Regions from separate parts of the Mus musculus genome. Here all the other regions are linked to region 1. Evidence: chromatin contacts called from public HiChIP or PLAC-seq data. All regions are on one chromosome and are shown on one strand. Each heading gives the region's core, a stretch centred on a gene start, on an enhancer-like site or on the middle of the called end of the contact. The rest is flanking DNA. Distances are from core to core; before and after follow the strand shown.

The links. HiChIP or PLAC-seq counts read pairs in DNA pulled down with a chosen protein or histone mark.
Region 2: a contact with region 1 is called in an H3K4me3 HiChIP or PLAC-seq map of embryonic stem cells, with 12 read pairs. The contact joins the enhancer-like site here to the promoter of Myl12a in region 1. A contact is called at or near these places in 6 of 39 promoter capture datasets (the C10 cell line, the HPC-7 cell line, cranial neural crest and 1 more), 1 of 484 Hi-C or Micro-C datasets (bone marrow-derived macrophages), 8 of 115 datasets of contacts at active chromatin or transcription factors (bone marrow-derived dendritic cells, bone marrow-derived macrophages, embryonic stem cells and 2 more) and 1 of 9 other capture datasets (macrophages).
Region 3: a contact with region 1 is called in an H3K27ac HiChIP or PLAC-seq map of the NIH/3T3 cell line, with 4 times the contacts expected there. The contact joins the enhancer-like site here to the promoter of Myl12a in region 1. A contact is called at or near these places in 12 of 39 promoter capture datasets (the 3T3-L1 cell line, the C10 cell line, the HPC-7 cell line and 7 more), 8 of 115 datasets of contacts at active chromatin or transcription factors (the NIH/3T3 cell line, the SCID.adh cell line, bone marrow-derived macrophages and 3 more) and 4 of 9 other capture datasets (adipose tissue, liver, macrophages and 1 more).
Region 4: a contact with region 1 is called in an H3K4me3 HiChIP or PLAC-seq map of bone marrow-derived macrophages, with 2.9 times the contacts expected there. The contact joins the enhancer-like site here to the promoter of Myl12a in region 1. A contact is called at or near these places in 7 of 39 promoter capture datasets (the 3T3-L1 cell line, the C10 cell line, the HPC-7 cell line and 4 more), 1 of 484 Hi-C or Micro-C datasets (bone marrow-derived macrophages), 11 of 115 datasets of contacts at active chromatin or transcription factors (bone marrow-derived dendritic cells, bone marrow-derived macrophages, effector CD8 T cells and 6 more) and 3 of 9 other capture datasets (adipose tissue, liver and macrophages).
Region 5: a contact with region 1 is called in an H3K4me3 HiChIP or PLAC-seq map of bone marrow-derived macrophages, with 4 times the contacts expected there. The contact joins the enhancer-like site here to the promoter of Myl12a in region 1. A contact is called at or near these places in 22 of 39 promoter capture datasets (the 3T3-L1 cell line, the C10 cell line, the HPC-7 cell line and 10 more), 1 of 15 datasets of contacts at CTCF or cohesin (embryonic stem cells), 1 of 484 Hi-C or Micro-C datasets (the AML12 cell line), 33 of 115 datasets of contacts at active chromatin or transcription factors (the SCID.adh cell line, T-cell acute lymphoblastic leukemia, bone marrow-derived macrophages and 20 more) and 4 of 9 other capture datasets (adipose tissue, liver, macrophages and 1 more).
Region 6: an H3K4me3 HiChIP or PLAC-seq map of bone marrow-derived macrophages shows a contact between it and region 1, with 3 times the contacts expected there. The contact joins the enhancer-like site here to the promoter of Myl12a in region 1. A contact is called at or near these places in 4 of 39 promoter capture datasets (the 3T3-L1 cell line, the C10 cell line, cranial neural crest and 1 more), 2 of 484 Hi-C or Micro-C datasets (bone marrow-derived macrophages and neutrophils), 5 of 115 datasets of contacts at active chromatin or transcription factors (bone marrow-derived dendritic cells, bone marrow-derived macrophages, effector CD8 T cells and 2 more) and 3 of 9 other capture datasets (adipose tissue, liver and macrophages).

The regions. Positions count from the first base shown.
Region 1 is chr17:70,999,791-71,004,945 of GRCm38.p6, forward strand. Myl12a (myosin, light chain 12A, regulatory, non-sarcomeric) reads right to left here and starts at 2,743. Exons shown (of 4, transcript NM_026064.2): 1 at 2,318-2,743. It also overlaps a transcript of Myom1 not described here.
Region 2 is chr17:71,417,717-71,422,871 of GRCm38.p6, forward strand. The region is part of intron 17 of Smchd1 (SMC hinge domain containing 1); the gene reads right to left. Among named protein-coding and RNA genes, the nearest start is that of Smchd1, 55 kb to the right of the region's middle. Within about 2 kb of position 2,780, at least 11 of the 459 cell types and tissues checked have an H3K27ac peak or open chromatin away from gene starts, as enhancers often do. A contact at or near this core is called in embryonic stem cells, where this site is marked.
Region 3 is chr17:71,352,774-71,357,928 of GRCm38.p6, forward strand. It overlaps Smchd1 (SMC hinge domain containing 1), which reads right to left. Exons shown (of 48, transcript NM_028887.4): 45 at 613-784. Among named protein-coding and RNA genes, the nearest start is that of 4930471L23Rik, 40 kb to the left of the region's middle. Within about 2 kb of position 2,973, at least 21 of the 459 cell types and tissues checked have an H3K27ac peak or open chromatin away from gene starts, as enhancers often do. A contact at or near this core is called in the NIH/3T3 cell line, where this site is marked.
Region 4 is chr17:71,335,430-71,340,584 of GRCm38.p6, forward strand. It overlaps 4930471L23Rik (RIKEN cDNA 4930471L23 gene), which reads left to right. Exons shown (of 3, transcript NR_045460.1): 3 at 4,047-4,317. It also overlaps the pseudogene Gm4566. Among named protein-coding and RNA genes, the nearest start is that of 4930471L23Rik, 23 kb to the left of the region's middle. Within about 2 kb of position 2,307, at least 15 of the 459 cell types and tissues checked have an H3K27ac peak or open chromatin away from gene starts, as enhancers often do. A contact at or near this core is called in the HPC-7 cell line and bone marrow-derived macrophages, where this site is marked.
Region 5 is chr17:70,704,384-70,709,538 of GRCm38.p6, forward strand. The region is part of intron 5 of Dlgap1 (DLG associated protein 1); the gene reads left to right. The region is part of intron 1 of Gm36746 (a long non-coding RNA gene); the gene reads right to left. Among named protein-coding and RNA genes, the nearest start is that of Gm36746, 11 kb to the right of the region's middle. Within about 2 kb of position 3,063, at least 57 of the 459 cell types and tissues checked have an H3K27ac peak or open chromatin away from gene starts, as enhancers often do. A contact at or near this core is called in the SCID.adh cell line, T-cell acute lymphoblastic leukemia, bone marrow-derived macrophages and 3 more, where this site is marked.
Region 6 is chr17:71,285,599-71,290,753 of GRCm38.p6, forward strand. The region is part of intron 2 of Emilin2 (elastin microfibril interfacer 2); the gene reads right to left. Among named protein-coding and RNA genes, the nearest start is that of Emilin2, 23 kb to the right of the region's middle. Within about 2 kb of position 2,738, at least 128 of the 459 cell types and tissues checked have an H3K27ac peak or open chromatin away from gene starts, as enhancers often do. A contact at or near this core is called in adipose tissue, bone marrow-derived dendritic cells, bone marrow-derived macrophages and 4 more, where this site is marked.

The DNA of each region.
Region 1 (5,155 bases), core at 1,493-3,992:
TCCAAATCTGGTAATATGTATGATGCTGGGCCGCAACTCTTTCAAGATGACATTGACTCACAGGTCTGTCTCCCACACAGAAACCTGGAGCTTCACAGCCATGACACAGCCAAATACCCACCTACCCAAACAACACCAACCTACAAACGCGAGAGAAAAGAAAATATCCAAAATTTTAGTGGAGATTCGCTTTCGTACCTTTGGATACAACTTTTGCACTTCAGATGTTAAAATCTTAAAAGATCTCTAAAGATCTCTAATATATTTTATACGCCTACTGAAAGACTCTTAATAACACTCCTCTGTAGAGTCGACTGAGCCCCCTCGACAGGCAAGAGAAACTCTAATCTCTCTGTCCAAGCTCAGGTAAAGGAGCACGGTGACGTCAGAGGGAATCTTTGAGAGTGGCGCTGGTCTCTTTGCTGTAGTTCTAAAAATGTGAAGCTGTAAAATAATCCTCAAGTTAGTTTAAAAAGAGCAGAATAAAACTGCAAATATTTGTTAGGGTTTACGGCAGGATCACCTGAGAACCTCACTTTGAAGGCTTTGTGAAAGATCTTTGGTATGAGACTGGCTGGCTGGCCTTCTAGAAAACAGCAGAAAGTTTCAGATCATCAACAGAGAAGGGAGGGCAAGGGTGGTCAAGGTAGTTTCTATTCACAGATGGCAATGAGTATAACCTTGTTTTAAACCAAGACAGTGCTGTAGCCATGCATGGTGTATGGTGTGGGTTGTTTGCAGTTCTGCCTCATGTATGCTAGGTATGCACTCTGCCACTGAGCTACCCCCCCCCCCCCCAAGAATAAGCGACAGCCTCATGCTTAAGGAAGACATCAGACTGTGAAGACAGTCCTGGAGAGGCTTTCTCCACATGCCAAGGGCAACCAGATTTTACAGAATCTTTAGAAATGTAGACTTTATAGAAACGTTGGTACTTAAGTTTTGAAAACGCTAAAGCTGGTGTGATGGCTGGTAACTGGATTTATAATCCTAGCCCTGGAAGTAGGAAGACCATCTTAAGTTCCAGGCCAGCATGGACTAAAAGGAGACCCTACCCAAACTAACAAACAAATTAACAACAACAACAAAAGAGCAGACTATGAAACTTCTTAAGTAGGACTAAGCCATACAAAGATATACATGAGATTGCCTAAATTAAATAGAATCTCACGTGCCTAAACTTGTAATAGATGTAAAAGATAGAAATTCTTAACAGAACATCTAAACTAAGCATACTTAGTTAATACCTTTTAATAAAAAAGCTCTCTTAAAACTAGTAAATATATCCTTCCAAATACTCCCATTTCAAAACCTCAGGTATTTGGCCTGCTTCGAAGTCCAGATCAAATCTCTATTATTTAATCAGTGCATTTCTTACTAGATGAGATGTGGGGGAGGGGATAGACTCAGTTTTTAAAAGTTGGTATTTCAGTTTCAAGGAAAACCAAGTCTTTATTTCTTAGGCACACTTCCGGTTGACAGTCAGCTTGGATCTTCCCACAGCCACACCCAAAAAAAGTTTTGAGCACCTTTTAAAAGTCATTAGTCGCCAGGATCGACTTGTCAACTACACCTCACTTTTGAAGACAAAATACCTTTCTAATTAATCCTCATCAAAGGCCATCCAGAAAAAAAAGAAAATATCAGCAATTTTAGTGAAGATTCGCTTTCGTCACCTTTTGATACAACGTCTGCACTTCAGATGTTAAAATCTTAAAAGATCTCTAAAGATCTATAATATAGTTTATACGCCTACTGAAAGACTCTTAATAACACTCCTCTGTAGAGTCGACTTAGCCCCCTCGACAGGCAAAAGAAGCTCTAAATCTCCTCTCTGTTCAAATACCGCTTTAAAAAAGTTTTACTTAGAGGGGCGCACACTAGAGTTGTATATCTGAACAGGGTCTTGCTACTACACATAGCCGCGCAGCTGCGACGACAGTTGCCGAGGGTGGCGGTGCTATCTTACGGTTTTATCCGCACACTCCCTCCTCGATCCCGGCAAGTTTACGTTAGCAACTCAACAGAGCTCCGGAGTCAGCTCTCTGGGGCTCTCTGGTTTCGCGGGGAGGCAAGGATCCAAGGCGCGCGGCGCCGGCGAGCTAAGCAACATTTCCCAAGTTCCTAGTGTGGGAAGCAGAGCGGGGTCTGCGCCCCGGCCGCCCCCAGCTCGCTCCAGCTCTCCCCCGGCTCGCGCACACATGCCCAGGTACGCTCCCCGAGCCGCGGCTCCCGCCGGTCCCCGCCGCCCCGCGGGGACACCTTCCCGGGCCGGACCGAGCCGCCCCCGCCCCGCGCCGCGGCCAGCACCACTCACCCTGCTCAGCCGCGAGAACCGAGAGTGAGCGTCTCCGCGAAGCTCCGCCGCTGCCGCCCTCCCAGACTTTCTAACTTTCCAGACTCCGCAGTACGGCCACTTCCGGCCTCCGCTCGCGAACCGGAAGGAAGCCTAGCGGCCATGCTCCTTCGCCTCGGTGCGCCAGCCCGGACGGGAGGGGGCGCCTCGGGGAAGGTGACAGAGCGGATGGCAGGCGTGGGGCGCCGACGGGGAGTCCGGGACGCGGAGTAGGGCTTAAAGAATCCTGTGGAGGGTCTCTCGGTCTAATCACCGGCTCTTCCTCTTTCTCCCGTCTCTTTTAGAATTGTGATTCTGCGCCCTCCCCCCTGTCAGCAGATGGTTGCGCCTGGCCCGGAGCTCTCCCTCTGCCCGCATTCCAGAGCGCGGCGAGAGGCGGGGACCCCCGTCTAAGTCCTTTTAGGGCAATTGAGGAGCCGGGCCGCGGACGTCACGTGACTGGCCCTGGCCCCGCCCCCCAGAGCCCGGGGCCTCCCCTCGCCCCGCAGCTGGAGCGCGCCTGCGCAGGAAGCTAGGGTGACTCACTGTCTAGGTCAGCGCCTCTGGGTCTGGGCAGCGTGGGAGTTTTTTATGGAGTTCTTCACGCTTCCCACGCGGGAGGAAACACTGAAGTTTCAGGGCCGCCGCCGCGCTGTCTCTTTGGTCCACTTAAGAGTTCATGAATTCAATATCGATTGCCCTCTTCCCAAACGTTCTCTGGAACTTTCTACAAGAGTCCCCCTTTACCCTGATGGTGACTCCTGCTTGCTCCACCTATGTCGCTCGAGGGTGAATGATGTAATTGGAATAAAGTGCTGGACCAATTTACCCGCCGGGTCTCCTTGCGTGGAGCAGCTGCTAACAATAGTTCTTATTTAAAGGAAGAGAGATTATTACGAGCCTGGCGGGATTCGTATCCCCAAGACTGGATGTTTTCTTCAAGAAACATTCCTCCCATTAATCAGTGATATGGTTTGAAGTTAACTCAAAAGCAGAGCCGCTGAGGGGGAAAATGTCCTAATCCTACAGATGTCAGAAACAAAATTTTTCTCCCTTTGATACTTGTACAAATACAAATAACTGGGTACTTCATCTCCAGCTCCCTACACCAAGGTCTTTAAGAGTGTGTTCTTCATCTTCAGGGACTTTAAGGGGCCCAACATGACTTTTAAGGAAGACTGGGGACACAGCTGGTGGCTGGCTATGACAGTACAAACTCAGAGGTCTGAGCAGTCAGAGACCGTGGATTCTGAGGCAGTGCAGCAATGCCCTAATGCCTCTACGAGGAGGTGGCCTGTCACCCTGGAAAGCTTAGGCCTTCCTCAGCTCCCTGTCCAGAAGGAGAACACCAAAACCCCTTTTCAGGATGGGCATTATCCGTCCCACCTCAGCTGGAAAACGGGACCTTGTTGCTTCTCTAGGAGCTGCCTGATATGTCCTTGCCAAATGAATCAATAGGTTTAGACTGGTAAGTGCTGTGGGAGGAGGGGGAAGGCTCTGGCTTGCCTGTTTTAAAATGAACAGTTGCTACCTCGGGACTGGGTTGTGGGATGGAAGAGAAAGGGCGGAGATCTACAAGGAAACAAATATGAATAAGTTACAGAAGAGCAAATAAACCTACCTGGGGACTAGTGGAAGATGTCCCAGAGGGCAATTGTGCCGATTCTAGGAGTTGATAGAGGAAAGAGGAGAGAGAAGTGTGTCAGGTCCTCTGGAGGGGCAAAGAACCCAGCTCATATGAAATTGGTTTCTGTTCACCCTGTATTCATTGCCATAGATAACCATGGACATATCAAATCAAGGTGGAAAAGGAAGTCTGCATAGTGTAATGTCTGATATGAAGTTCTAATGACTACACCCACTTCTGAAGGCCTCTGACATCTACGAGCCTGTTCTTTTGTAACCTAACAGAACTCTTCATGAAACAGCAGGTGAGTCCTTTTTACTCCAAGTTTGACAGTTTGGGTTCTGCCCCATATCTTTCCTTTAGCAAGCTGTGTAACTCGGAGAGCAAGTCCCTGGGTTGACCTGAGGCCTAATTTTCTGATATCCCTCCAGCCCGCCTTACAAGGCTTTCTGGTGAAATGAGATCATTTACAATTTCAGTTATTTCTTTTGTGTATATGGATATTCAACTGCATGTACATCTACACACCAGAAGAGGGCATCAGATCCCATATATGTGGGTGCTGGGAATTGAAGCCAAAACCTCTGCAAGAACAGCCAGTACTCTTAACTGCTAAGCTACCTCTCCAGCTCCTTGCTTACTGTGGGTGGTTTGAATGCGATTGGCACAGGGAGTGAGTGGCACTATTAGGTAAGACCTAGTTGGAGTGGGTGTGGCCTTGTTGGAGGAAGTGTATCACTGTTGGAGTAGGCTTTGTGTCGCCTATGCTCAGGCTCCACCTAATGTGGAAAGGCAGTCTCCTCTAGCTACCGCAGAGGACAGTCTCCTACCGCAGAGGACAGCCTCTCCTGGTCGCCTTCAGATCCAGACTCTTGGCTCCTCCAGCACAGTGTCTGCCGGGACGCTGCCCTGATGATAATGGACTGAACCTCTGAAACTGTAAGCCAGCCCAATGAAATGTTGTCCTTATAAAAGTTGCCTTGGTCATGGTGTCTCTTCACAATAAATCCCAAACTAAGACACTTATTGCTTTAAAAGAAGATTTCTCAGAGCTGGTGAGATGGCTCAGCGGGTAAGAGCACTGACTGCTCTTCCGATGGTCCTGAGTTCAAATCCCAGCAACCACATTATGCAACCACCCACAATGAGATCTGACATCCTCTTCTGGTGTATCTGAAGACAGCTACAGTGTA
Region 2 (5,155 bases), core at 1,530-4,029, 420 kb after region 1:
TAATGTTGGCTCTCGGTATATTGAATATAGACTTTACTAGGTTGATGTATGTTCCTTTTAAGTTTCTTCAGGGCTTTTCTATCATAAAATGATATTGTTAATAATCTTTTGTAATCTGTTAAAATGATCATGTATTTTCTACCCTTAAATCTATTTATGTTATATATTAAATTTATTGATTTGTATATGTTGAATGATCCAGGTACCCCTGGAATAAAATCTATTTGTTCATGACTAATGATCTTTTTATGTTTTCTTAAGTTTAGTCAACAAATTATTTGCTGAAAATTTTCACCTGTATGTCTATTGGAGAGATTTGTCTATAATTTTCTTTTTCTGTTATATCTTTATCCAGTTTTGATGTCAGAGTAATACTGTATTTTTAAAAACAATCTGGTAGTTTGGCTTCTTTTCCTGATATATTCAATAATTTGAGAAGCATTGATGTTTGTTCTTCTCTTAAGGTCTGGTAGAACTCATCAGTGAATCCATCTGAGCCTAGAATTATCAATCAGAAATTCTTTTCTACCCTTTAAATCAAGATGTAAAGTTTACTGGGTCAGGCACAGTCACACATGCCTGTAATCCCAGCACTTAAGAGGCAGAGGCAGATGGATTTCTGTGTGGGAGGGTAACCTAGCCAAGTAGGGTTAATAGCCAGGCACAAACAACAACAACAATAAATCCAAGCTGTGCCTGAGTAAAGGTCTCTAAAGAGAGCTTCTCAGACTATACAACTAGCTACAGCAAGCTCTAGACCTCAGTGCCAATGAGAAAAGGACTTAGAGGGACTAAACCAGGCCAAGGATCAAGAACTGTGTAAGAGGGGGCTCAAGGCTATTCAACACGTGTTTAACACATCAAACTCCACACATTCCTCCTCCTCCTCCTCCTCCTCCTCCTCCTGCTCCTCCTCCTCCCTCACTGAGCATTACTATGGAGCACTAATTCACTGTAATTTCAAATTTAAAGAAAGACTGTAGCCTCCCCAAGCCTGAAGCAGGCTTGTGCAGACCTTGTTGCCACTGAGGTGGGGCCACCTATGGTGCAGCTTTCTGTGAAGTGTCAACTGCCCTGAGATTCTGCTACCTGCTGAGAGACTGAACCTGTCTTCCTGAGACATTCCTGAATAAGCAACAGCCTGGTGACCAAGTGCTGACAGCATGGCGACTAAGCACCAAGGATGGACTGGGGGGGGGGGGGGCAGGAATGGGCCTTCCCCCTTTTAAGCACAGTCTCTTAGTAAACTTGAGAGCCTTGATCAGAGAAAATTTGTCTTGGCCTCATGCTTCTCTCGCAGTCTAAGTCTCTTTCAGCCCCAGCCTGCCTTCCAGGAGTACCTGGTTCAAGTAGGCTGGGCTGGCCTCCTACTACAGATTGGCGCCACAAACGGGAACCTGGGAACAGCAGCGAAACACTGAGGGATCGCTGTCTTGTGTAGAGCTCAGCGAGAAGGGAAGAATCAGAAGATCGTATGGGGCACAGTGAGCAACAGGTATTTATGCCAGCGCTGGTTTTAAACTTCATTTTTTATTAAAGTGTTGCTGGAGGTGCGATAGGATAAGGGCTAAGTTGGAACAGTGCTGACCCGGCGCTGTCCACTTAGGGTTTGGCAGCAAGGGACTAGAAACTTCAAAACAGGCAGTTGTCCGCAGTCAAGGACTGCATCCAGCGAGAGGAATAGGGTTTAAAATAATAAAATAAGAGGAAAATGGATTTTGAAACTCTCCCAGAGACAGAGAGAAATCGGGGGATGCCCTGCTTTATTCTCTCTGACCCCTACAGCAGAAGTTCTCTGCCCTCTTTGTGTTGACTAATGTTTGGTGCACCAATCTGTTCACGTGTCAATTCATGTGTGTTTTGTTTCGTTGTCTGAATGACAGAATGTTCTGTGTCCCATGTTGGAAAATAAAAATGGCTAAGACTGTATCTGCTGAGTCAGCAAGACCGAGAGTGGCCCACACCTTAGCCAAGAATCAAGCACAGCAGGGGAGCCACTGCTGAAAAACTGTTTTTTAAAGAAAAGGAGTCTACAACCTCTTAGTTCTAAGGCAAAAAAGCTGATAGATAGTTTTTTCCTAGAAAATTCTCTGCAATCGTGATTATTGTGTTTAGCAAATGACAAAGTGCTTTTTTTAATCTTATAATTATAGCTAGAAAAGGTAAAATTGTTTGATTGGTCTAAATTTATAAGATTCCTGTAGCAACTTAATTTGGTTTTTTACTGGTCTTAAAGGTGTAATATGCTCTGCGTGTCTTCATCATAGAATATTAGCTTATAAGTTATTGGGTATGATTAAAAAGGTGTAACATTGGTAGCAAGACACCTTTAAATTGGTAACTCAGGTTTGGAGTCTTTCAAACACGTGGCATAAAGCAGGCCAAAAAACTAGGCCTCTAAGGATACTTCCAGTTGAGATAATATTTAATTTGATTCTTATCCTAAAAGGTAGACTTAAAGATAAGATTTAAAACAATGTCTCTTTAATGAAGCATTAAAATTTGCACTGTCATGCATTCATAGGTATAAACTGGCAGCCAAACTTTGTAACATGATAGTAATGTTTCTAACATTGATTCTAAAGATGATAAATTGTTTTAAAAGGGTTTTGCTTTCCCAAAGTTGTAGTTATAGTCTAATATTGCAAAAGAAATTTTAAAATTGTAAAATCTGTCCTCACAGCAAGAGGAACAAAGCTCAGAGCAGCCTCTGCAGGGCTTGTGGGACTTTCTTTTGTTTTGCAAACGAAGCCTAAGGAAGTTCTTGAAACTTGCCTCTCCCTGCCTTCAGGGGAGTTTTCTTTTAGCTAAAATAACATTGTTGCAGATCTACCCAGATGGTCTAAATAAGGTTCAAATTCAGAATTTATAAAAGGTCAATCAGGCTGTAGAACTTTTAAAGGCATTATAATCTGGCTTGCCTGCTTCATGTAAAGTTATTATAGGTTTAAAAATTTGTTTTTTCCTTTGCATCCTGATAATTGTAAAGGATTTGCTTCTAGTGAACTGGTGATCACTGGAAAATTTTGCCTCAAGGTATGGCTAATATAGCTTTACATTATGTAAGAAAAAAATTTTATTGTCTCTGCTTCAATACAAGAAGCTAAGAGTTTGAATCTTTCAGTGTATATTGTTTCCTAAGTAGAAAGTATTTTATTAGCTAATGCCTCTAAAGGGAAGCTTACTTCAAATCTTTGCTCTCACACAATGAGCTTTAAAGTTCTGGGTAGTATCTGTTGCTCCAGAAAAGATTCAGAGGCAATATCTTTTTAATATTTAGGGTTTTAGTTATACTAGAAAACCGTGGTACAAAAAAAATCTAAGAAAGAGAAATTGATTTGCCTCAAAATTTTATTTTCAAAAACTTCCAGAAGATGTTATTTGACTAAGGCCTCACCTTAAGGCCTTAAAGTGACTTCAAACCTTTGTTAGATGTTATCTTGACAGACACAAATTAACTGGGAAAGAACAAAAGGCTTTACAGATAATAAAGAAAGCTTTTATAATTGTTATCAATTATAATCAATGGTAATTAAATATTAGCTGCTTATTTTAGCTATGGTTATTTAATATGCCCACAGCAATTCTTTGACAAGAGAAAACATTCATGTAAAAATCATCTTTCTTCACCGCCGACCGTTGGACTACGCGGAAGGCCGATTGTCCAGCTGCTGGCTGCTGCAAGGCAGGGCCATGGGGCGTGGGGGGCAGCGGCAGCACAGCTTTCCCTGAGCAGTGATGGCTCGGGAGGGCACCAGGAAGTGGGTGCCTTCATAGCGGATGACTCAGTGGTGGGCCTGAAGCAGCCTTAGTGCCGGTCAAACGTGCCATGGCCCCCATGGGCATCCGCCTGTCCCCGCTGGGGCTGGCCGTATTTTGCCTGCTGGGGCTCTACCACCTCTACTCGGGCTTCCTGACCAGTTGCTTCAGCCTCTTCGGCCTGGGCAGCGAGCTGGTGGCAAGGGAGGCCAAGGCGGCATTCACCTCAAAGTAAAGTTTTGACATCCTATTAAGGCTGCTGTGGTGCTAATTAAGAATTATAAGATAAATTCGTATATTTTAGAAAACCTATAACAAAAAAATTGTGTCTTAAAAACCTGACAAAGTGTTCCTTGTTCCGAACAGCAATTAAATTGGTTATTGCAGAATACTGATATTTGGCCTATTGCATACCATCATTTTAAATAAAATTGATAATCAATATCCTAAAGATAAATTAAAAATTGTTTTTATGCATGCTTTTGTACTTTCTATAAATTCATGCATGCATTCATCCCATTTACTGTGTTTAAAAACAGCCCTTCTATGGGAGAAAAGTATATGTTATCATGTTGCTTTTCAACTATCTTTGTTTTTCGAGCAGGTCAGTCTCTCCTTACACCCTGATTTCAGCAAGGGTGCAGCCTTGCCTCCAGCAAGCACAGGTGGCAGAAATTCATCAATATGAAGAAGCATATTAAGCATATATTGTGGCTTTGGTCTGATTTGGGAATAAGGTGTGCTATGAGGACCGATCAGCCAATGACGGGCAACCAGATTTCGGAGCCATATCAATGTAAGACAGAGGTACATGCCAAGAGGCCGTGGTTGGTTAATAATACACCACAAAGCCATGTTTGTGTAAAATAAACACAAACAAGCTGCATATATGCTCCTTGACAGATAAGAATGGCTCAGGGAAAATCTGAGATTTCCTAAGCCAGGCACAGCCACCAGCCACCATAACTCCCAGGCAGGACTATGGAGCATAAATAAATTTTATGTCTCGGTCCAGCTATTTTTATTTTATAATCAGGGAGGAAATTGTAGCCTCCCCCAGCCTGAAGCAGGCTTGTGCAGACCTTGTTGCCACTGAGGTGGGGCCACCTGCAATGCAGCTTTCTGTGAAGTGTCAACTGCCCTGAGATTCTGCTACCTGCTGAGAGACTGAACCTGTCTTCCTGAGACATCCCTGAATAAGCAATAGCCTGGTGACCAAGTGCTGACAGCATGGTGACTAAGCACCAAGGATGGACTGGCAGTGGGGATGGGCCCCTTTTAAGCACAGTCTCCTAGAAAACTTGAGGGCCTTGATCAGAGAAAATTTGTCTTGGCCTCATGCTTCTCTCGCAGTCTAAGTCTCTCAGCCCCAGCCTGCCTTCCAGGAGTACCTGGT
Region 3 (5,155 bases), core at 1,723-4,222, 350 kb after region 1:
CACTTTAATACATAGTAAAAAGGAGGCATTACTGATCCTGCTCTCTTGTACTATATTCAATAAAGGAGGAAGAGGGCATATTGCAACTACTTGGTTTTTCTAAGAACAAAACCATTTTACATTGTATATATTGGTTACTGGTTAATAATTTTGTTACATTAGGCTCTGAATACATAAGCCCAAAGAGAATGTTAAAGTCAAATCAGAAATTGGATCTAGATACTCATTCAGCCGGGAATGTAGCTTAGTGGTAGAATGCTTGCTTAACATATGTAAACTCTCTCCCCTACCACAAAATAAATTAAAGAATAGGGAATCCACAGGAGAGACTTTTGTGATCTGGAGCTGGGGTTGTGGCCTAGTTGGTGGAGTGCTTGCCTAGCATGCAAAGCTATCATCAGTCAGTTTAGCCCCAGCACCACGGACACTGGGTGTGTGTGTGGTTAAGCACCTGCCACCCCAGCACTGAGAGGTGTGGGAGGAGGGTCAGTAAATTCAAGGCCACCTCCAAGCCTATGGTGAATTCCTGGCCAACCTGAGATTCATAAGACACTGTGTTAAAACAACAAACAAACAAACAAAACCTGAAAATTCACCCCATGTTTAACTTACCTATTTGTTTCCCCAAGACCACACACTGCTTTGGTACTGGAGCTCCGAAGACCATTCCCCGAAGTTTGTCCATTGGCGGAGCTTTATTCTGAAGGCCCCCAAACTTCCCATTACTTCTAATTCTATCTCCATCTCTAGTCAGGAGTGTGGGGCAGTGTGTGATTTTAACAACCTATTGAGAGCACACAAACACTAATTAGCAAAAAACTGATTCCAACTGCTCTAAAGAGTAATTAAATCTCAGTTTATAAATGACATGATCCGATGGGCATGGGGACACACGCCTTTAATCCTAGCACTTAGGGAGGCAGAGGCAGGCAAATCTCTCTGAGTTCGAGGCAGGCCTGGTCAATAATGTGAGTTCCAAGACAGCCAGGGCTCTGTAGAGACACTGCCTCAAAAACAAACAAACAAACAAAACAACAACATCAACAATAAAGAAATAAATCAAAACCAAAAGAACAGCAAAAAAAAAAAAAATCCAACTTGTAAATAAATTAATAAGCAAGAAAGTAAATGAATAAGCAGCATGGCTGTGGTAGTGTTTTTGCAAAGTTAATAAGCTAATGATAAGTAAAGTGAACTGGGCAGGCAAAAAGCCCATAGACAGGGAGGGAACCGGATGAGTTTTCAAATGGTAAATGTTAGCTTGAACTAGCTTAAACTGGGGAGAAAGGCATCAACAATGAGATTCTCCCAATTAGTCAGAATAAAAATGATCACACTGGATTTAGCATTTTATGATCTCTAGGAATGTATTCAGCAATTCCACTTATGTATGTACTCAAAACAATCTAATGAAATACAGAAAGCTCACTAAGTTACAGCATATCCCCACAGAGAAACAGCATGCACATTAAAAAGCGCTTGAAGGGGCTACGGGAGATCAGGCAATGGTAAGAGTGTTCTAGCATATAAGCGTGAGGAACGGGATGTGGATTCTTAGCATGCACACAGAAGAGCTCATGTGGTTGCACTCACACCCACTACTGCCAGGGGCGGGGGCTGTGGAAACAGGTGGGTCAATGGGCTTGCTAACCAGCCAGCCTCCTAACCCCACACCAACCCACTCCACCCGGACCAACGCGCAGGCTCCAGTGTCAGTGAGACCCTGGCTTAAGGAAAGGTTACAGCTAGTGCAGCACTTCATCTGATATCCTCCTCCGGCCTGTACACACACGCACACGCACACACACACACACACACTCACACTCACCACCCTCAAGTGTGATCGAAGAGCATTATAATTCAGCACATTACAAACATCTAATCCAATCTAACGTTAAAGCTTAAATAGTATCTGAATTATATGAAATATTTACATAGACTATATATAATTTATAGAAATAAAATTACATCTTAAAAAAGTATAATGCCAGAGGAACATCACAGATGCTCTTCCAGAAAACTGGCACTTTTATTTATTTTTGGTGTTAAATCTGCCATTGAAAAGACCCTTAAAGTACAACAATATGAGTGGTCACTTTACTGTTTGATGTGCAATGTCACCATGAGATTAAACTCTCTGAGCCAGCTAGCTGTAGGCTAGGTCTACAGGCGTGGGCTAATTGAAAAAAATTGAATTGAAAAAAAAATACAGTAAATTTAGTGAGCCAAATTTTTTTGTTTGTTATTTCAAGACAGAGTTTCTCTGTGTAGTCCTGGCTGTCCTAGAACTGGCTCTGAAGACTAAACTGGCCTCAAACTCAGAGATCTGTCTGCCTCTGCTGAGATTAAAGGCATATGCCACCACTGCCTGGTAGTGAGCTAAAAGTCTGCAAATTTCAAATTACTTGGTTTGGTAAGAGAAATGATTATGCATTCTTGGTTTTGATTTGGACTTATATGCTTTCTAAAGGTGAACACAAGGTAAAACTGGGGGCAGGAGCTACATAGATGGCCCAGTGAGCAGGCTGAGCTGGGGGTGGGGTGGTGGTAGAGGTAGCACTTGCCTTTAATTAACCCAGCCCTTGGGAAGCAGAGACCAGCCTGGTATATAGAAAGAATGCCAGGGTAATAACCAGGGCTACACAGAGAAACCTTGTCTTGAAAAACAACACAAAACAAAACAAAAACATAAAAAAACCTAGAAACCCTAAGACAAAGGCCTACAAACACAAAAGAATGTAAGTTATTAAACAATTAAAGATACTCCAGTGGTAAACTGCCCTCTTGTAAAGATGCTAAATGCTGGTGAGCCTAGCTGCCTGCAAAGGCACCAACAAACAGTAAACAGAACTTTGTTCTTTCAAAATCATTATGCTCTTGACCCCATAACTTCCACTGTTCTCAACCAGTGGGTTGGCAATCCCTCGGGAGGCTCACATATCAGGTATCGTGCATGTCAGATGTTTACATTATGATTCATAACAGAAGTAAACTTACAGTTATGCAGTAACAATGAAATAACCTTATGGTGGGGGGTGGCCATCATGACATGAGGAATGTTAGTAAAGGTTGCAGCTTTAAAGGCTGAGAAGCACTGGTATAACATCATGTGGCCTTTAAATACGAGACAGGATTTTCCCTTTCACAGTCCACCCTAGGCTGGCCGAGAGCTCAGTATATTGTGCATGTTAGCCTTGTACTCACACTCCTGTCTAAAGGAAATACGGGGACAGAGTGTGGAGCAGAGACAGAAGGAAAGGCCATCCAGAGACTGCCCCACCTGGGGATCCATCCCATATACAGACACCAAACCCAGACACTACTGTGGATGCCAAGAAGTGCTTGCTGACAGGAGCCTCAACTGTCTCCAGAGAGGCTTTGCCAAAGCCTGACAAATACAGAGGTGGGTGCTTGCAGTCAACCATTGGACTGAGCACGGTGTCCCCAGTGGAGCATTAGGGAAAGGACTGAAGGAGCTGAAGGGGTTTGCAACCTCATAGAAAGAACAACAATAATCCACCAACTAGAGCCCCCAGAGCTCCCAGGGACTAAAACACCAACCAAGGAGTACTCATGGAGGGACCCATGGCTCCAGCTGTATATGTAGCAGAAGCTGGACTTATCTGGCATCAGTGGGAGGAGAGATCCTTGGTCCTGTGAAGGCTCGATACACCAGTGTAGGGGAATGCCAGGGCGGGGAGGCAGGAGTGGGTGGGTGGGTGGGGGAACACCCTCACAGAAGCAGGGGGAGGGGGAATGGGATAGGGGAATAACATTTGAAATGTAAATAAATACAATATCAAAAAAAATGGTAAAGTTGAAATAGAAATTTAAAAAATAAAATAAAATGAGACTGTGAACCACTACACCCAGCTTAGAGATGGTATTTTTACAGAAACGATCAGGCTGAGGTTGTTCAGTCTCTAATCCAGTGTCACTGCTGTCCTCAGAAAGGGGAAAGGCAGACATGATGACACATACATTAAAAGAGACATGAGGAAGATAGCCAATTACAAGGAAAGGCGAGAGGCTCTGAAACAGACTCTTCCTTCACTCATGGCTCCTAGAAGAAATCACCTCTGCCAATCACTCTGACCATGAACTTCCAACCCAACAGATATGAGATAAAAAATTTCAATTATACATGCAAGTTAGAGCTTTTCCAATATGAGACTGTCCCTTTTCAGTTTTAGATACTACACTCATTTCATTTTAATTTGTTTCAAATTAATGGTAAGTTTTGCATTGGTTTTAACAAGGTCAGTCATTTGTTTATATATCATCCAATGAAATGATTTTTTTTTTCCCTTTTGAGATAGTCTTGTTAAGTAACTCAGGCTGGCCTCAAATTCCAGATCTCTTCCCATCTCACAAGTATTCCTGGCTAATGGAATTTTATACACACCACATGCACACACGGCTCTGCTATATTAAAAATGTTTTAATTCTAGAATTAGAGCTACAGATTTTAAAAGAAATAAAGGACATATGATAGCTCGATTTCTAATTTTCTGAGTAAGTTTCAAACTAGTTTCCATAATGGCCATATCAATTTGCTCCCCCACCGACAGTAAATCAGGGTTAGTCTTTCTCTACATCTTCTTGTTTCTCCATATTTGTGTCAGACTTCCTATGATGGCCATTCTGACTGGGATTAAATCATATCTCATAATAGTTTTAATTTGCATTATTGTGGTGCCCAGGGATGATGAATCCCTTTTTAAAATCAGTTATTGGTCATGTGTCTATTCAATTCTTTAGTCCATTTGCTGACTGGCAGTTTTAGTCCCTTGTATTTTACTTCTGCAATTCTTTGTGAATTCTGGGTATTATCCTCCTCCTGACGGAAAGCCCGGCTACTACACTCTAGGGTATATACACAGAGAACTGCACAGAACACGGTTTAAATCCACACCCCTCTACTCTACTGCAGCAAGAAAATAGGGCCAACCTAGTTGTCTATCAAAAGATGGATGAATAAGAAAATCTGGCATACTACCTAGCTTTAAAAAATGAAGTCACAAAATTTGCAAGAAAAGGGGTAGAATTAGAAAGAATCTCAAATATTAAGTAAGGTCGCCTGAAGAATAAATGAACCACACATGTTCCCCTTCACACATGGACCTGTAGCCTGCAATGCACACGTAAGCAAATG
Region 4 (5,155 bases), core at 1,057-3,556, 340 kb after region 1:
GTATACAATATGCCCCAAGGATGGAGGTCCCAGGGTGTGGAGAGAAAGCTACAGAGGTCAGCTAAATTTTGATGAAGAGCAAACCAACTATTATTTAAGTGAGTGAGAATCAGAATGAACACTGTGCTGTGCGCTGTAGATATAGGATATGGCTTAGTGGTAAGAGCGCTTGCCCAGAATGTATAAGGCCATAGGGTCAGTCCCCAGTATTGGAAAAGAGAAGAAGAAGAAAAAGAAGAAAAAGAAGGGCTGGAGAGATGGCTCAGTGGTTAAGAGCACCTACTGCTCTTCTGAAGGTCCTGAGTTCAAATCCCAGCAACCACATGGTGGCTAACAACCATCCGTAATGAGATCTGATGCCCTCTTCTGGTGCGTCTGAAGACAGCTACAGTGTACTTAGATATAATAATAAATAAATCTTAAAACACACACACACACACATACACGAATCCAGTCATAAAACAATTATTTCCTGTGGCCGATCATCTTTACACTGATCACCAGTGAAACGCAAAGCAATGCCTGCACCTCTCCTGCTGTCAGTACTGAGACACGATGAGCCCACTCACCAGGTTAAAGGTCGCACACACTGTTAAAAGAAGAAGAAGAAGAAGAAGAAGAAGAAGAAGAAGAAGAAGAAGGAGAAGAGGAGGAGGAGGAGGAAGAGGAGGGGGAGGAGGAGGAAGAGGAGGGGGGGAAGGGGAGGGGAGGAGTGGGAGGAGGGGGGGAAGAGGAGGAGGGCTGGGTAGTGGTGGCACACCTTTAATCCCAATACTTGTGAGGCAGAGGCAGACAGATTTCTGAATTCAAGGCTAGCCTGGTCAACAGAGAAAGTTCCAGGACAGCCAGGGCTACACAGAGAAACTCTGTTTTGAAAAACCAAACCAAACCAAACCAATTTAAAAAAAAAAAACATAAAAAGAAGAAGATAAAGGAGGAGGAGGAGAAGGAGGAGGAGGAATAGGGGAGGAGGGGAGGGGGGAGGAGGAGAAGGAGTCGGCAGGGCACTTCTTAGCAAGAGCCACCTGGGAGTTGTCAGTGATGACAAATCAAAGCCACCTACATTTTACGCTGTTCCTAAACACATATGCAGCCGTGGTCCGTCTTGGAGAACAGACTCGTTATGACTGACCTCACTAGGTTAATGGCGGCTTATTCCTGTCGGTCTCATGCTCAGCAAGCTGAAGCAGGAGCTCTCTGGGTTTGAGGCTGTGGCCAGCTGTGGCCAGCTGTGGCCAGCTGTGGCCAGCTGTGGCCAGCTGTGGCCAGCTGTGGTGGAGCAGCCTTGAATCCTCCTCGAATCCCAGCAGAAGCTGGCCTGGTCTACAAATCAAGTTCCAGGCCATCCAGAGCTACACACACACACACACACACACACACACACACACACACACACACACAGAGAGAGAGAGACAGAGACAGAGACAGAGGCAGAGAGACAGACAGAGACAGAGAGACAGAGGGAGAGACAGAGAGACAGAGAGACTGAAAGAGACACAGAGAAAGACAGAGACAAACAGAGAAAGTACAATTTAATAGGAAATCTTTACCACTGTTCTCAATAGGGTGGTATCCCCCAACTCGTCCTCTAGTCCCCAGAGGTGAGAAGACAGAAAATGTATTCTTAGGCCAGTGGTAGTGCACACCTTTAATTCTAGCATTTAGGAAGCAGAGGTTCAAGGCCAACCTGTTCTACAGAGCAAGTTCCAGACCACCAGAGCTACACGGAGAAACCTTGTTTGGAGGAAAAGAAATAAAAGGAGAAGAAAAAGAAAATGTATTCTCTCCTTACTTAATTTTTTTCTTGGTAAATAATGTTAACTTTCCAAAAACGGAGTACAAATTTAAAAGGAAAACTGTCAAGGCTCACTCCTCTCAGCTCAAGTGCAGCCATTTTGTATGTAGTCTCCATTTTGCCCCTGAGGCGAAATCAAGTTCACGTTCTCAGACTGCTTCCCAGGAGCAGTTATTTGTCGAAACGAATGAGCACATGCCTTTAGTCCTACAACTCTGGAGGTGGGGCAGGAAGAGCTCCAAGATGAGTTAGCCTGGTCTACATATTGGGACCCAGGGTCCTAGTTTGGGTTTTGTTGCTGTGACAAAAACCACTAGGGGAGAAAGGGATTTAATTTGATTAAGCTAGGGCAGGAAGCTAGAGGCAGGCACTGAAGCAGAGAACACTGAGGAGAGAAAGCCTCTCCCAGCTTACTCGGCTACCTTTCTTATCCGGGCCAGCACCATCTGCCCCACACCACCCCGAGGGTGGGACGCACTGCCCACAATGCGCCGGACCCTACAGACATAGGTCTGTCTGATGGAGGAAATTGCTCAATTGCAGTTCCTTCTTTGGGTGCAGTCATTCAAACACCACTTATCTAGTCTCCTTACTTACTAAGAAAGCTGTGAGTCTCTCTTACACACTCAACTGGGAAGACACTGGACCGCTAACAAAACGACTTCTATATATGTGAATTCATGGGAGCGTGTGTGAACTGCCTTATAATGAGAGGCTAAAGGTGGGTCAAATGCAGATGGCGAGGGCAGTCTGTACTCATCCTGCAAGAGTATACGCAGGCATAAACACCTACAACTCAAGGTTGAAATCTTCACAACACTGCTTGATATTAATGTTCAGGAAAACCACAGTCAGACCACATGAGTTACCTTTGGCAAAGGGCTCAGGAAGGCCAGTTACAGAACAAAGCTATTAACTCCCTAGGCTATAGGGTCCTTCAGAGGTTGCTACAGTCCCTTAGGGAAGACCACTCCTAACACTTAGACATGGTGGCATACACCTATCATTTCAGCACTAGGGGCCCAGGCAGGATGATCACAAGTCTGAGGTCAGCCTGGTCTACAGGATCCATTTTAGTGCAGCCAAGACTGCACACACACACACACACACACACACACACACACACTTTTGGGTAATGTAGTTTAGTAGTTTAATGGCAAGGCACAAGCATGTGAGAGACTCTAGCTAGGTGCAATCCTCAACATGGAAAAAAAAAAAAAGCAAGTTTTTCTAACTAACAAGCTAATTTTATACAATTTACAGATAGCATATATGAATAAAAATGCTATAGATTTCTTTAAAAAATATTTATTTGGGGGCCAGGCATGGCAGCACACACCTTTAATCCCAGCACTTGGGAGGCAGAGGCAGGAGAATCTCTGTAAGGTCAAGGTTAGCCTGGTCTACAGAGTTCTTGAATATAAGAGGCAGCCGCTGGAGCCCCCACACCCTTCCTGGTGGGCATGTGAACGGGAGCCTCCACACTGTCAAGCGAACCTGGTACAAGGAGGTTCTAGGACAGCCAGGGATACAGAGAGGAAACCCTGTGGTTTTTTTAAAAACAAAAACAAAAAAAAAACCAAGACAAAATTTATTTGGGGGCTGTAGAGATGACTCAGCAATTAAGAGCACTAGCTGCTCTTCCAGAGAATGCAGGTTCGATTCCCAGCACCCACATGGCAGTTCACAACCACCTGTAACTTCAGTTCCTGGGGATCCAACACCCTCCACAGGCAGTGTGCGCACACGGTAACAGATAGACAGGTAGGCAAAACCCCACAGACATAAAATTTAATTTTTTTTTTTACTTAGGTATGTGTGTTGTATGTATGTATGTATGTATGCATGTATACATGCGCTCACATGTGTGGGTGCTGAGGAGGCCAGAGAGATCGTTGCTTCCCCTGGAGCTGGAGTTACAGGTGCTTATGAAAGGCTCAGTGGGATTGCATCTCCAACCACTGAACCATTTGCTCAGCCCCATGAATTCACTTTGTCTGTTACAGTTTTGAGGAAAACAGCCTCCCTCCCTCCCTCCTTGTGCTAGGCCTTCAGTCTTACCTGGCCTCTCTTCCCCAGATAACCCTCTAATTTTGCTTCTGCGGTGGCGCCATGTTTTGCACAGCTGTGTCTGATCATCACAGCGGTCTGCTGGGATCACTGTGCATAGCTCCCTCCCACATCCAGGAATGAGGTTTTTGTGAACATTCATATTGCGGAACATAATGAAGTTATGGTTTGTTTCTCCTAGGGACATCCCTGGGATTGGAACTGATGGATCAAGAGGTAACTCCAGGTTCGCTTGACAGTGTGGAGGCTCCCGTTCACACGCCCACCAGGAAGGATGTGGGGGCTCCAGCGGCTGCCTCTTATATTCAAGTCACCCAGGTGGACTTGTAGTCTATCTTTTTATGATTTTAATGAGGGTTTCCCTCATGAGTAATCAAAGTCACACATCATTTTGGGTACACAGGAAATGAGTTTATCTCCTGTGGAGGAATGTCTAATCTTTGTCCATTCTTAAAAAAAAAAAAAAAGTAAATGTTTTGTTTAAGACAGGGTTTCTCTGTGTAGCCATTACTGACCTAAAATTCACTTTGTAGACAAGGCTGGCCTCAAACTCAGAGATCCTCTTGCCTCTGTCTACCAAGTGCTGGGATTAAAGGTGTGCACCACTGCCTGGCTCCATTCTTTTCTTTCTTTCTTCTCTTTCTTTCTTCCTTCCTTTCAGATTTATTCATTTTATGTATGTGAGTACACCACTGCTCTCTTCAGACACACTAGAAGAGGACATCAGATCTCATTACAGATGGTTGTGAGCCACCATGTGGTTGCTGGGAATTGAACTCAGGACCTCTGGAAGAGCAGTCGGTGCTCTTAACCGCTGAGCCATCTCTCCAGTCCCTGGCTCCAGGCGTAAGTTTTTGAGGTATGAGTGCTTTTTATGAGATTCATGTTTTGCAGATATCTTCCCTAATTCTCCTTACTGATCTTTCTGATGCTCATCAAAGAATCTTTGGAAGAGAAACATTTAAAAATCTTTGTGAAGTCACTTACCTACTCCTCCCACCCCCCAGCCCCAACTCCTTTAAGAGTATTTTATAGTTTCTGTTCTTTTGTTTTGTTTTGTTTTTTGTTTTTTGAGACAGGGTTATCTCTGTGTAGCCTTGGCTGTCCTGGAACTCATTTTGTAGACCTGGCTGGCCTCAAACTCAGAAATCCGCCTGCCTCTGCCTCCCAAGTGCTGGGATTAAAGGCGTGCGCCACCACTGTCTGGCCTATAGTTTCTGTTCTTATATTCAGATCTTAGATCTATTTTGTGTGAGGTAAGGATTTTATAGCCAGCAGTCTACAGTTCAC
Region 5 (5,155 bases), core at 1,813-4,312, 300 kb before region 1:
CCTCTTCTGGCTTTCTTGGGCACCAGCACACATGTGGTGCACAGACATACCTGCAGGCCAAACACATAAAATTTCTCACAAAGCTCTGACAATCACGTGCTAGGTTGTGTTTGTAAAGAAGACACACCATTCTTTCTGTTTAGTTCAGAGAATGACAATTGCCCTGCAAATCCTTTGCCACAACCTGTAAGAAGGAACTCTCTCTGCAGGGTGGTGCGTATGACACTCACATGAAAGCCAGGCTGACAGGTCTCAGTGGTCAGGTTGCTGGAATGCACTGGAATTCTAAGGAAGCCAATGGGTGCTCTGTCAGCTGTGTAGAACACTTGGGAGGCAGAGACAGGCAGATCTCTATGAGTTCAAGGACAGCCTGGTCTACAGAGTGAGTTCCAGGACAGCCAGAGCTACAGAGTAAGACCCTGTCAAACAAAACAAAAACCAAAAAGAAAAGAAAAACACAAAGATAAGTGAACATTTAGGATAATGAAGGAGAGATGGTAATTTGTAACAACTGTTCAATGTATAGCTTTCTCTCTGCAGATAATGGTCCATCTTTCCTAGTTAATTCTAGGTTTTCAAAGAATAAGCTATTTGGAGAGGCTCTGCTTTTAGGCAGATGGGGGATTCAAGAAAAAAATTCTATGGTCAAATGTCTCCAGTTCTCGTTTATGCTTATGCAATATTATCACATGTCCTGTGCTTGCTCCTTCAAAGGAGCCAGTGATAGATCCTTTATCTGTGTTCTTAGTGGCCCAGCTATGGCCTGAGATGGAGCTGTGACCTGGAGAGGGGGAAGAGCAGAGCCTCCCAGGCCCAGCACACACTCAAAATGTAGTAATCTGTACCAGTGAAGGACTTCCTTGACTGGCCTCAAGGATGGCACTACCATTGGAGAAGTCTTACCATCTGAGCCATGGCTCCACCTTTGGAAATGTTGCTGTTGTTGTTACTGTGCTCGTGTGTGTGTGCGTGTGTGTGTGTGTGCGTGTGTGGTGTGTGCGTGTGTGGTGTGTGTGTGCATGCACATGCATGTGTGTGTGTGTGGTGTGTGTGTGCGCGTGTGTGTGTGTGTGTGTGTGTATGTGTGTGGGGTGTGCGTGCGTGTGTGTGTGTGTGTGTATGTGTGTGTGTGTGGTGTGTGTGTGCATGCACATGCGTGTGTGTGTGTGGTGTGTGTGTGTGGTGTGTGTGTGCATGCACATGTGTGTGTGTGTGTGTGAATGTGTGTGTGCACTCAAGCACTTATACCACAGCACGCATGTGGAGGTCAAAGGACAACAGTTCTCTCCACTGTTGATCCTGGGACTCAAAACCCTCAGGTTCGGCAGCACACGCCTTTGCCTGTCGGGTCATCTGCATCCGAGGATTTAACAATACCTTATAGAATGGATTGAGCCTTGACCTTCAACAATTCGGGTTTGTTTTGTTTTTCCACGCTGAGGATGGGACCCAGGGCTTTGCACATAGCAGGGAAGAACTCTAGCACTCACCTACAACCCCAACCCAATTCTGAATATCTTTAACCTCTGCTGGTAGAAAATCCATATGGTTCTCTTCACTAGTCAATGCCTGTGGAGTATGAAGCCTTTACGAGGCCCCGGGATGCATCTACCCCTAGCATCCACCTCATTTTGACAGCTGAGGAAAAAGACACAAAAAGATCAAGTGATTTTTTTTTTCCCAAAGTCACAAGGATAGCAGACAATATTGGTACCTGTTGGCTCAGTATGACTCTAAAATGTAAACCCTTGACAGTCAGGAGTCGTGCCTTCTGCCATGATGCTGTTTAATAAATCAATGTGTAATATGAGCAGGGAGGGCACAGTGACCAGATGTCTGTGATCCCGGGACATGAACAGCAGATGCAGAGGATCAGGAGTTCAGGGTCAGCCTTGGTTAGACCTGGAGGCCAGGCTAGGCTACCTGAGAGCCTGTTGTTGTTAAAAAAGAAAAAAATCTAAAAGCAAGCATAGCTGTGTTCAGAACAAAATACTGACTGGGAGAAGGTTCTGTCAGTAAGATGCTGACCTCAAATTCAATTCCCAGAACCCATGTAAATATCAGGCTACAAGGGAAGGTGCCAGGAGACACCCCACACACACAAACGTGCATTCACACACCTGTGTGTACACACACATACACACACACACACACACACACACACACACACACACACACACACATGAACACACTTCTCTTTCCCACCCAGAAGTTGACTTCTTGCCTTGGGTAGGGTTGCTGTATTGATCAAGCCCTGATGCTTTCGCCCCGTGTGGACGGTACGCAACTGTTTATTACTGGACACGTTTTTACTGAACAGAAGCCTCATCCCAGCGGCTGCAGATGCAGTTCAGGAATATTCCATGCCCTTGCCTTCCCATACAGTCGGAGAAGCTTGACAGCAGAGAGGCATCCAACACCTATCACGAAGCAATCGCTGAAGAGAAGTCAGGAAAGGTTTTCTAGCCCGGGCCACTTTTGAGTTGACTGAAAAGAAGCAGGGTGCAGTAACCACACGACCACCAATATTAAAAACCAGCAGATTCAAATCTGACTTATTTCTTTTCGAAGCTTCTGGAACATTCAGAAGGCCAGGCACAGAGTGGGGAAGGAGGAACTTTAATTCCGAAGTTCCCTCCCAGGTCTGGCTTAGGGTTTAAAACTGCCTTTCAATCCTGTACTGCCAAACTTCTCCATGTGCGGAAAACTGGAAGCTCCGCCTTTCATGGATGTGATTGACGGCTCTGGCTTCCTGGGCAAAGACGTAGTAACAGCACATGGACGCCAGGGGGCAATACGGTCCCGCCGAGGACTTGGGAACCTGAAGCATTTGTGACATCTCTGTACCTAAAAGGAATCCTTTAGAGTACCACGAAGGAACAAGAGCACTCTAAATGCACTTTCACCGGAATAGCCCGTCGGCACCGGTGCTGAGCTGCCATCTCTGCATAGTTTGTTGACTTTGCTTAATGCAGCTGCCGGATCTTTTCTGCCCTCTTGCCTAGTAAGTCCTTGAGCCCCAGCCAGCCCCAGCCAGGTCGTTCAAGGTGCTACCCGAGATCAGGTCCTCTGCCTGCATACAGAGTCAGCTTCCATGCCCCTGCGGCCCAGCCACTGCAGCGTTTCAGGTCATTCCAGTCCCAGGCATCATTTTGTTTCCAGTTCGCAGCTGCCAGGTGTCTGCCCTCACTTAACCCGCAAGGATGAAAGATCAAAGGTGTGCCTGCATCTGCCTTCTGTCCCTGCGCTTTCAAATGGTACACATTCAAAAGATATAAATGCGGTATTGTGCACCCTGGAGGGAGTGGTGGGGCAAGGATCAGAGGTGGCACCGGGCACCGGTTCAGAACACGTGGCTATTAGAAAATGAGGAGAGCAATCTCTGCAGCTCCGAAGCTCTGACCTGGTGAAGCGTGTTCAACTTAAAAGACAAAGACTTTTTTTTGCGAGTGGATGGACTCCCCCTATCTCCAACTACAGACATCGGGTCCACAGAACCAGGTGGCGAGTGTGACTCAGTGGTAGACCGCCTGCCTATGGGAACTGAGCAAGCAGGAAAAATAAATGAATCTCACGGTGTTAAAGCATCCACAAGGCTAGCCCAGTGTGCTCGTGCCTGTTGGAGACAGACACTAGCAGATCTGAGTTCCTGGCCAGTCAGGACTACTTAGTGAAACCTTGCCTTTGAAAAAGAAAGAAAGGGGGAGAGGAAAGAAACAGAAGGAGGGAGGGAAGGAGGGAGGGAGGGAGGGAGGGAGGGAGGGAGGGAGGGAGGGAGGGAGGACCCACAAAGCTTGGTTAACGCTTGGAATATTGGAAAGCGGGATGCTATGAATCTGGACCCCAAGTCCCTTGGGCAATCTTTAGCCCCTTAACAGTCATTCATTGCCCACCCATGTTTGACCTTGTAACACCCTTGTGACTATTCAGGTAAATCCTTCTGGAATGTTCTAACAGGCTACACGCTTCCTCCAACCCAGAGGCTAAGAATGCCATCAGATTGCACCTAAGATCGGAGTTATCCCCCTCAGCAGTCATACCTAATAGTCTCACCAATATATTTTTTAAATGTCTTGATTTATGACTTTGTTCTGTAACTATAAAAACTTCATCAAGCTGGGCAGTGGTAGCACATGCCTTTAACCCCAGCACTTGGGAGGCAGAGGCAGGTGGATTTCTGAGTTTGAGGCCAGCCTGGTCTACAGAGTGAGTTCCAGGACAGCCAGGGCTACACAGAGAAACCCTATCTCGAAAAATAAGAAAAAAAACAAAAACAACTTCATCAAACTGTTAGCACATTGGAGAGAGGCATCTACCATGGCCATTCATAGCTGGCTCCAGAATAAACTCTCATTCCCTTTGAGGTGAGAGCTGTGTTTTTGTGTCAAGGCTCTGGATTCCACGCCCTACACAGTTGTGTGTGTGTGTGTGTGTGTGTGTGTGTGTGTGTACAGATGTATTTGTACAAGTGTGTCTGTGTGTATGCACATGTGTTTGTGTATGTGTACTGATGTGTGTGTGTGCCTGTGTGTATATATGCATGTGTGTGTTTGTGTGTGTGGATGGATATGTATATTTGTATGTGTGGATGGATGTATATGTACATGTGTGTATGAATGTTGTGTACGTGTGTGCGTATATGTGTATGGATGTGTGTATACGTGTGTGTACAAATGTGTATATGTGTGTATGGATGCATCTGTGTGTATGTGTGTGTGTACAGGTGTGGGTGTGTGTACAGGTTCTGTGTGTGTGTGTATGTGTGTGGTATAGAGGAGTGAGAGGTATAAAGGAAGACACTTTGAAATTATAGAATGGAAGTTATAAAGACATCGATGAAGACATTTGCTTATGTAACTAATAGAAACAGTGACAAGAGATGCAGGAAAACTGTAGAGAGCCACTTTCCAAGGGAGCCACATTTCCCGTACCTATGGGAACAATAAGTCGAGGTGCATCCCCAAGAGGAAGTGAACAAAACTCTGAGCACAGTTACTGTGGGAAGTGGCAGCTTTGCCCGGCCCTGAGATTGCAGCTTCCTTCTGCTGTAGATGTGGGGTGAAAAATAGCTCCTGACCCAGCAAAAAACAGGTTATAACTTCAACTTAGAAGTGCTTCAGTCTGACCACCACTAACTTCTCAGGACTCCCAAGAA
Region 6 (5,155 bases), core at 1,488-3,987, 290 kb after region 1:
GGCACAACACAGGATTAGCCAAGTCCCATAAGCCCCAGCTAAAATGGGGTTCCCACTAACATAACATAACATAACATAACATAACATAACATAACACCAGTCGAAAGGGACTCCAGAGGTTGGGGAGCCACTCCAATTCCCAGGAGCCCAATCACACAGGGCACTGCAGAGAAAGAAACAAATAATCCTACCCACTAACTTTTATTAACTTTCAGGGCTGTGGCTTAGTGACAGAGCTCTTGCTGGCTTGAAGGCCCAGTTTTTCCCAAGCACCATACCAAAAGCAGGCAAGGCCTTCACCTCATGCATATTTCAGAACTCCCCAAGTGTTCCATTTGCTACCTCAGGGAGCCCACCCACCTCCTTAGAATCCCGAGCCTCTGTGCACTGGGGAAGTAGAGCTGAGCTAAAGTAGTGCTGTGTCCCCAAGCGCCTGGTCTGTGCTTACAAGGGCGGAGCACTTGTAACACCAACTGCTGACTGAGACAGTTAGCTCATGTCCCCAGTGTAGGGCAGATACACCAATGAAACAGACAGGGGTCAGTCAAGGCAGAGAGCACACGCTGACTCAGGCCAGTCACAGCCTGGCTCCTCTCCCAGGCTCTCCCAGTTGGGACCGTGTCAGCACCCTGTATGTGTGGTGGAGCCCTGTCTACAGCTGTGGCTGACATTTGTTTCAATGATAGAACCTGCATATACACACCGTCAGAACCCCAGCTCACAGTCCACACTGCGGTTCATGCTTGCATGCACTGTGCATTTAAGGTTGGGATAAATGCATAGTGGCCTGTAGCCACCACTGCGGGGTCTTATGAGCAGTTTCGCTACCCTAAAAGTCCCTGACGACTTATCCTTCTTTATCCTCCTCCCCAGGGGCCTCTGGTCTTTATTTTCTCCCTAATTTCTCCAGAATGTCGAAGAGCTGAAACCACACGGGTCTTCTCAGTCTGGCTTCTCTCGATATGAGGGGTATTTCTAGTTCCTCCTGGCTTTTTATGACTTGACAGATACAATAGGCAGGCAGCCTACCACTGACCTACACCCCAACTTTGTTTGTTTGCTTGCTTGCTTGTTTTTTTCAAGACAGGGTTTCTCTTTGTAGCCCTGGCCATCCTGGAACTTACATTGTAAACCAGGCTAGCCTTGAACTCAGAGCTTTGCGTTGCCTCTGCTTCCTGAGTACTGGGATCAAAGGTGTGCATCACTGTGGCCCTGCAAGAGCATTTCTTTTTAAGGCATTGTCTAAAACATCGTTACGAAATACAACATGTCCTATTGCAAGAATTCAATGAAATGAAATCATTGATTGGATTAATAGTGTGTCACTCAAACAAAAGTACTGTATCTGCCCAAGTCTGTGTGATCTAATCTCCTATTTTAAGAAGAAAACTTTATCCTCTGGTCTAAGCAGCTGACAATTCTTCAGTCTTCTCAGAACTAAACTGGACTGTGTAATCCTGGGTTCAAGATGAACTACCTGAGAGCCACACACCCAAGGGTAACCCAGAGCTGTTCAATCCAAGGTGCCCACGAGTCACACAAACTACTTATATTTACATTAAAATAAAATCAAATATTTAATTCCAACAGCCACATTTCAAGTACATCAGAGTATAAATGTTACCACAGAAAATCCTACCAGACAGAGTTTGCTGAAGAGAATAAACGAGACGGTACAGGAAGCTGCAGGGGTAGACCTTGATGTTTGACCTCTATTAAACCACGCTTTCTGAGCCCAGCAGAGGGGACAGACAGCTTGTACAAAGACACCAAATGAAGCTCAAAAACAAATCTTTGCCAAGAGGACCGTCAGCGCGGTGCACCAACAACCAAGGCTCCTAAGCCTGCATTTGACATTCACCTATATTCTAGCGACTAAAACCTGGCACAGATCCAAAGCCCAGCACACACACACACACACACACACACACACACACACACCACCACCACCACCACCACCACCACCACCACCACCACCACCACCACCATGGGGACACAACTTCAGCCTGGGACTTTTCCAGAGTACACACTTTCTAGTAAGTTCTTTCCTTCTGCTCACTGGCCTGCCACAGCCTGAAGCCAACTTTTCTGGCTCAATTTGGCACATGCAGTTCCGGTGGCTCTCAACCTAGGAGGATGAAGAGAGGACCATACAGAATGACTCATCCCGGAGGATCCCAGGAGAGAAATCAGTGTGCTGCCAAGTCACATCTTCCCCTTAGAGCTCAACAAGTCACATCTTCCCCTTAGAGCTCAACTCAACTCTGACTTACTACGTAACTGAGAGTGACTGTCCACCCTCCATTCAAATCCCCAGGATTGGGACCGCAAGCATATACCACCACGCCTAATCGTAAGGAGTACTGGGGCGTTGAACTCAGGTCCTTGTGCGTGCTAAGCCAGCACTGCCGACTGATCCAGGTCCCAGCCTGTGACTTACTTTTCAGAATAAAATGGCAGTAAAATACATACAATATAACATTTAGCACCTTAGCATTTACTTATATATCTATATATTTATTAGTTCGGATTCAAACCCAGAACACTGTATATCCTAGTAAATGTCCCACCTCTGACCCCACCCAGCCCATCGTGACCATTATCATAGGATCAGGTCTGTAGGTCTGTGGGTGACGTTAATCTCCCTAACTTCCCAAATGAAAACCCTATAGTCACCGAACACGTACTCCCTGACACGTCTAACCTCTGTGGTTCATCACTTCCTCTGAGAATTCAATGGCTCCCGGTGCCTCGTGAACACACCATTAAAGCACTTGTCTTTTCATCTAGCCCTTTTCACACCCTAGCGGGTCTTGCATGTTGCAGGGCGTGTCTGAATTTCCTTCCCGTTTTACAAGCAATTCACTTCAACAAACTTGGTCTCCTTGAGAAACTGACAAGACGGTAGACTAATTTTTTAGGAACCACAGACATGCTTTTCCTATTTTTTGTGGGATTTTTTTTTTTTTTTTTGTCAGTGAATGACTAAATAAATGTACTTTTTCTGTTTATTGACCCTCTGCCAAAAACAAATGCAGTCAGGCAGTGAGGGCCATGGAGTTGAAAGTGATTTCAACACTGAAATGTTGGAATTTTTTTTTCTTTTTGGTTTTTCAAGACAGGGTTTCTCTGTGTAGCCCCAGCTGTCCTGGAACTCACTCTGTAGAGCAGGCTGGCCTCGAACTCAGAAATCCTCCTGCCTCTGCCTCCCAAGTGCTGGGATTAAAGGCGTGCACCACCACTGCCCGGCAAAATGCTGGAATTTTAAAATACTTCCCACTTGAATCTCGTGTCTGACTGAAAGTCAAAATGGTCATTTTACACATGGCCATCTCTAAACGTGGTCTATGCAACGTCAGGAGATGGACTCCGGTCCCTAGATCCCTCTTATGGCTCCATTCCAAGCCAAGGTCCTCCTTACAGCTTAAAACACAAACTCAGAGTCCACCTTCCCATCCTTTTCTGCTGCATCACACAGTTTTAATTGGATCACCACATGGAGAATCTGGCCTGGAGACAAAGAAGTGTGAAACATGTAGCTCGGCTCTTTAGGAAAATTCCCCTAAACTTTAAAAAGCCAGAATGCTTAGGCCATGACTTTTTTTTTTTTTTTAATCTGAAATGACTATATGAATCTAAACGTCAGGTTAATGAGTCTTGATTAAAGTTGTTACAAGGTAACAGATCCTAGATCAAAGCAATGCGTTCAGAATGAAAACACCCTTCCAGAAAGGGCGTTCTGGTTCTTGGAATGGGGAGACAGTTGTTGGGGGAGAGCCTGATTATAAGTTGATGGCTTTGTTATTTCCTCTTGAGTTAATTTCCTTACACACTTAGGGGCAAGTTAGGTTTCAAAACCCACTCAGTCTTTTGCCTTGATCATACAGAGTAATGAGTAGGTTTCCCCACACAATTTATAATTATCCTGGAGAAAAAAAAAAAAAGAAGTCTTCATTCCTAAAGAAAGGATTAAAGAAAACTCAGTGTCAAGCCCTCCCCAACTCAGCTACAGCAGATAATGGAGCTGTTATTCTTGGGTTAGCTCATGCATGGGACCTGCCTTCTGAGCAACTCAGTCGAGGTTATCTGGTGCTGGCCGCATCCAGCCCATCAACCATAGATTAAGGCTGTGTTCCAAGGAGGCCGCATTCTTAGCTCTGAGAAGTACATCCCCAGATCAAGTCACTGGGTGTTGGGAAAGAAAAGGGAGTCTGAGCGTGAGCCAGCTCACATGGTTTTAAATAAGAGCTCTCTATGGGAGGCCCATCTCTGTTGTAGGCTGTTCTTCCCATATGTACGGCTTCGGTTCTCATTCCTCTACTCTGTTTCCACATTCCTAGCAGCAGAAATCACAGAGAAACCAGCTCCCCTCCACTCCCTAATGAACTCATCCTTGTGTTCCCACAGTGTGGACCATGAGAACATCTGCTGGCCTGGGTCTGTGAGCCAGCCTTTCTTCTCAGAGCTACTGAAGAAGAATCTAATTTCTAGGTGTGTGTGTGTGTCTGTATGTCTGTGTGTGTCTGTGTGTGTCTGGGTATCTGTGTGTCTATGTGTGTGTGTGTTGTGCATCTGTGTGTCTGTATGTGCATAGGTGTCTGTGTGTCTGTGCCTGTATGTCTGTGTGTCTGTGTGTCTGTGCCTGTGTGTCTGTGTGTGTGTGTGTCTGTGTTTCTCTGTGTTTCTGTGTGTGTCTGTATGTGTATGTGTGTGTGTGTGAATTCATGTACACTAAAATGTATGTAGGTCAAAGGACAACTTGCACAAGGTGGTTCTCACTCTCCACCATGTAGGGTCCAGGTACCAAACTCTTCCCTCAGTGGCAATTACCTTCACCCACTAAGTCATCTTGACAACCTAAGACCTCTATTTTGATCACTCCCTTTCTTTTTGAATTGTCTGGACACTCCTACAAAACAAAACAAAACAAAACACTATAAGTCTACAGCTCTCCTTCACTCAGCTCAGAGGAGGCTTTGCAACCTCTGTCCTCCCGTTTCAAAGTTCAGTGCGCCTCCATTCATCTGCACTCCCAACCATGTTCTCAAACCACTTTGGAGTGGTGGATACTATACAAATTTGGCTGTGCCATCCAGCCACTAATTAACTCCAGGCCTTTCCACAAAGTCTCTGGACTGTGGCAAGCCTTTAGGCC